2 separate regions of the Bicyclus anynana genome follow, and region 1 is linked to region 2. A link is a contact called in public Hi-C data. All regions are on one chromosome and are shown on one strand. Each heading gives the region's core, a stretch centred on a gene start, on an enhancer-like site or on the middle of the called end of the contact. The rest is flanking DNA. Distances are from core to core; before and after follow the strand shown. Region 1 overlaps LOC112052049 (neurogenic locus Notch protein). Region 2 holds the start of LOC112052049 (neurogenic locus Notch protein).

What was found. Hi-C and Micro-C count contacts between places; a contact is called where the count stands out from the background.
Region 1: a Hi-C map of whole larva shows a contact between it and region 2, with 2.9 times the contacts expected there. The contact joins the enhancer-like site here to the promoter of LOC112052049 in region 2. A contact is called at or near these places in 2 of 2 Hi-C or Micro-C datasets (whole body and whole larva).

The regions. Positions count from the first base shown.
Region 1 is chr4:17,027,324-17,030,023 of ilBicAnyn1.1, forward strand. All of the region lies in intron 8 of LOC112052049 (neurogenic locus Notch protein), which reads left to right. Among protein-coding and RNA genes, the nearest start is that of LOC128198068, 17 kb to the left of the region's middle. Within about 2 kb of position 1,373, at least 8 of the 8 cell types and tissues checked have open chromatin away from gene starts, as enhancers often do.
Region 2 is chr4:16,872,052-16,874,751 of ilBicAnyn1.1, forward strand. LOC112052049 (neurogenic locus Notch protein) reads left to right here and starts at 1,318. Exons shown (of 33, transcript XM_052881334.1): 1 at 1,318-1,643. The coding sequence starts at 1,535. LOC112052041 (myosin-11) reads right to left here and starts at 1,132. Exons shown (of 11, transcript XM_052881335.1): 1 at 597-1,132; 2 at 44-243. The coding sequence starts at 702.

The sequences.
Region 1 (2,700 bases), core at 123-2,622, 160 kb after region 2:
TGCTATCGTGCTTCTATGCATATTTATTGGGTTATCTTAGGTTCACTGGCAGGTCCTTTTCGCATTCCTGGTACCTAGTGTATTCCTGGTATCTAATCAAGGTTGGCTTGGTTAGACTAGTGTATTCCAAACATATATGATATTTGGTAATTTGTTAATAAACATTAATTATAATTGGCTTCTAAAATAGATGTCTTTCGGGATTACTATATGTAAATAATTATAAAATTCTACACATGCTGTAACACCTATTTTAATTTCAGCCCTTTTATAAGATCTGAATCCAAAATATTTTTTATTACGTATATCTGATTGCTTAATAAGTTGTTGCTAAAAATCTATGCGTTGATTTTTCTACAATTTCACAGTGGTAGTTATGAATTTCAAAACTGCTGTTTTTAACTTTTGTTCAACGCTAAAGGGAACGGACTCATCATCGAGTGGTCATGGTTCGATCCCTGTTGGCTGGACAATTGTACCTATTCCTTACTCAGCCGTTTCCGATTAGTTTGAGGGGATTGGAAATGTTTGTCATATTTGAAAAATATGGCAAATATTCTTGAAAACAATATAAAAACTGTGTTTACGTAACTACTATGAACTGTGCACTATATACCCACATGTTTGCATCAACCTGAGCGCACTGTCAAGTACACAAAACATGTCATCGATGCAATGATGCGGATGGAACCACTCACTGGAACCGTCCCCTCATCACGTAACCCGACTAAATTGCGTAGAACACACATACAACCATTGCAGAATGAGGAAAGTGACTTCACAAATCGTCCGGTTAAGATCGAAGTTCGAGTGCTCTATAGTGCAGACAATTTGAAAAGGTACTTCGATCAAAGGACTATAAGGTAGGCCACATATGACAGACAGGCTTCATACGAAACATTCACAAAACCTAATTGATTGGGTTAGTGACAAAGCACAGGACCTTCTGTTCTGATACATGAGCTTACTTTATTATCAATAAAGCTTCAATTAAAAAAAGATATCTAAGGCTTTAACAGGAACTACTAAACTTTACGTTTGTGAAATGCACAAGCATAAGTTGTAGTAAAATACAGGTATTGATAATAACAATAAGCAAAGGATAATAAATTAGTATGAGTTATCAAATCATGAAATTCCAGACTTCCCTTAAAATACGTCTCTTGTAAAAATAATAATGAAATGGATGGAAATGAAAATATTGTATACAGAAATACTCACAATAAAGTATATAAACTATCTAAGTTTTTTCAAAGTATTATAATACAAGCGGCAAATTAAGAAAAATAGCAATATCTTAAGTCTATAGTCGTCCTAAACATTGTGCGGGTGCACATAAAACGGTCGGGTGATAGCGTTTATCTCACGCATGAGTGATCACAGACTGGTCTGGCAAGTGGACTAATAAGGGCAAACGTGCTCGGTATGACATTATACTTTTTTTACAAGGGATAAAACATAACCCTCAGGGCTTTGCACCCGAGGGTTTTTGTCTTAGCATGCAACCGTTAGTTCTTGTTGGCAACGGCTTGAAGTATTTTTGGAAATTTTTAGTTAGCATTATTAAGTTTCTTGCAACTTCTCGATCAGTAATAATAATACTCCAGTGGTAGATCAAATTTTGTAATTTGATTTAGTAGAAAATATACAGGTTTTCGTAACTGGGATTAGGATGGTATTTTGATTGAGAAATCATAATGTACCTGTTAATTATGACCTTTTCCTGAGACAAGATCACATATACTTACCTCCAAATCTGCTTTTAAATATATCGTCTGAATTGACTGTTATTTGTTCATGAAATAAAAACCAGTGGTCGTTGCGCTATTGTAAGAAGCAAAAAATTAATAGGTTAAAATAAAAACAAGACAAAAATCTAATTTATAAAACTCATTTGGTAAAGTAAACTTGATCGCTCTTACAAATGTAACCTAACTAATAACACCTCATAAGTTGAAATCCGTCAGACGTAGGATGAAGAGAGTTGCCAAGAATGAGACATTCATACGCCTCGAAAAACAATCCTTCAGAAGCTCAGACCAATTACCTTCTATCGCATTCGAATTCACCAACAAAATTGTCTGTCGTTTTTTGAGAGGGACGAGGTAGACTCAATATTTAACACCAATAAATATATACTGTGTCCTTGTACTACACACACACAACTATAAATTTTAAATCGTTATACACACACGTGTAATTTTAACACAATGAGACATCGATTCTCTTGACACAGTTTGTATGAACACATTTGATCATGATCAAATAGTTTTGACGGAGAGGTAACCTCTAGCGAGGCAGTTCTAGTAGAAGGTTTTTGGTCTTTTCTGTTTGGAAGCAGTAAGGTAGAAAAAAAAAACTCAAACATATTCAAAAGAGTCAGCCATACATTCAAATTCAAATATGCGCATAAACCTACATTAGGTGCGCCCGCGCTGCGCCGGACATTCTTATTGTGGCTTGTGATCCCAAATCGTGACGATTCCATTTGGTGCAAGTCACAAGCAGTCACGTGAATAAAGTTAACTAACTGTTAACTTTACCAAGTTTGTTAGTTAACCAAGAATTAGGAAGTATGGATAGTGCTTTTAGCCCTAGGATTAAAATATTTATTAAAACTTTGTGTATGTAATATTAACGGGTTTAATTAAGGCTAACCGTGGTGATGGGGGGAATTCCTTCCAAACCGTATTTTGATGG
Region 2 (2,700 bases), core at 68-2,567:
TTGTATTATTAAAATAAACTTCAAAGATGGGTCCAAACGTTACCTTATCGGCACTTTTGTTACCAATGGGGCAGACATCGTTCAAATACTTCTTGACCTGGGCTTCTTCGTCAGCTAACACTTCTCTGGCTTGTGCCAGTTCATACTGCCTCAGACGAATCTCCTTCTTGAGTGTATCTATGAGGTCACTGTTCTGTTTTTTCTCTGCTTCGTTTTCTTCGTAGTGGGATTTTCTTTGACCCTCTAGAAATAGTCCATCATTAACAACCCATATTCGGATCACTGTTGAGCATGTGTCTCCTCTCAGAATGAGAGGGGTTAGGCTAATATTCCACTGCTCTGGCCTAATGCGGATTGGCAGATTTCACATACGTAGAGAATAGTGCCTGCATACCTAAGAAAATTCTCAGGTATGCAGGCACCGAATTAGCGAATACATTGCCTATCTGTTTCTATCAATAGTTTGTGTTTGTTTGTACTTGCATTAACTGTGCGTATTGTGTTAAAATAAGCTAGATAGTAGGTACTCGCAACAATTTTTAAGCAGAAATTTAATTTGTGCTGAATTCAGTTTTCTAAAAGGGAAAGCTACAAACCTGATAGTTGAATTTTCTTTTTAATCTCAAATATTTTTGAATTTATAGTCGTTAGTCTGTCCTCTGATTCAATTTCAAAGGGATGTTTTTGATAACACATCGCCATTTTTGTTATTATTTAAAAGTATTTGCAGACTTAAGCTTGATGAAACCTAAACAAAAGTTATAGCAACGTAATTATTGATCAAACCAAAAATAGGTAACCGTTTTCTGAATGTAACTAATGATATGCAATATTCTAAATTAGCTATTGTATCCCGTTACATACGTTACAAGTTCAAAATTATTATTGTTAAAAGTTCAACGGACTAGATAACAATATTTCCCCTTCGAACCCACCCCTATAATTTCGCATTACAACGTGCAGAGCCATCTGTGTCGTGGATGCGAAACCGCTAAGTTCAAAAGCTCTCGATTGGTCGCCAGCGCCGAGTGGTGTTGAATTGCTTGATTTCTCCATTGAATCAACATTCCTTCGCGTATCTTTGTATGTGTGCGTGAATGCGTTCTCACGGTTTTTTAACGAAATCCGCTCAAATTTATGAAATAAATCAGCTATATTTACATACATCGCAATAAAATCTAATGAATACAGTCACTGTTCGGGCCCGGATGCCAAAATATCTATTGTTACAGCCTGCGCTTACGCACACCATAGCAAGGGCCGCCATTTTGATTTACCGTACGCTGTGTATTTACGAACAAAGCCGTCAGATGCGAGCAGGACGCGGCTGCGCGTGTTTCTACCGGGCTTTACGTTGCGTTTATTTGAACGTGTTTTACCGCTAAAATGACCAATACGCATGTGTATTCGACGTAACAACAGTTCAAAAACAAAATGAAGTGTCAGTTCTTACATTTAGTTCCGTGAAGTGATTATTATTTTGTGTTTAAACGACATAAAAGGAGTAAAACAAATGTGTGTGATCCATGTGTGAATGTTGTGCTACAAGATGTGGTCGAGAAACTTTATACCGGATTATGGGATTAACTTGCTCTCCATCGTCCTGCTGACCACCTTAGCGGCCACAATCCAAGGAGCCGAAGGTAAGTGTCCATGGCGCTTGTATGTAATTTTGAAGAGTTGTTCGAGCTTATGAAAGCGCGGCCGCAAGTATAACCCGGCCAAATAAAGTAGGCGGGTAACGTACGGAGCTTTCCGCCTTTCGACCGTCCCATCAATTTAGTCGCGTAAACTTGGTTCTCACAGTTCTAAAGAACTTGTGTAACTCGTCGTTTTAAAAACTGGAGTGAAGTGGCATCGCTTTTTTACATTATATTTAATTGTAGCTTGTTTGTCGTGTTTTAATTGTACGTTTAGAACTATAAATAAGATAGAAGTATATCGCGCGGATTTGCATGGCCAGTCCACACAATATTGCAGTTAAATTATTAAGTTTTATGTATACCAATGCATTTCTTTAATAAAAAAAATTGTACATTTCAATTTGCATCCAAGCCCCATTAAATAGATAATAAAAGTCTAGACCAACCTAGGTTACCTTAACAGTAAATGCCGCGAGTGCTGTCCGTTTTTATGTTTGAAAGTATCAAACTATAATATATGATCCATAACTAATATCTGATCTTATTATAACAATGCAAGAGGCAGTTGAAATTGCACACGCACGTAAAAAAATTATTGCACTTTTGAAGACTTTTACCGTGGAATTAATTCCAGTCAAGTTTGCTACATCTATCTACCGTCAAATTTTGGTTTACGGCGCGGAAATTACCTACTTACCAATATAAACACTTTGGCTTCTAGCTACACCGATTAATCTGAATTATTTTAACTACTTTACAATATACATATAGGTAAATAGATTGATTAATATAAAGGGTAAAAGATAATTTTTCTAACAAGTTTGCTACTAGAAATTAGGTAGCGTAATTATAATACTTAGCTAGTGATTATAGAAGGGAAGTAAATATAGAGACCTCATTCCGATACCTACTAATGCCACGCTTTACGCTGCCAAACGAATTGACTAAAGTAGTGACTATTAGTACAGTAGATGAGAAAGGTATATATTTTGGGCACGTAGAGAGGATAACTAAACCTAAAGAGACTAAACTAACTGTTAAAAGATAACTAACATAA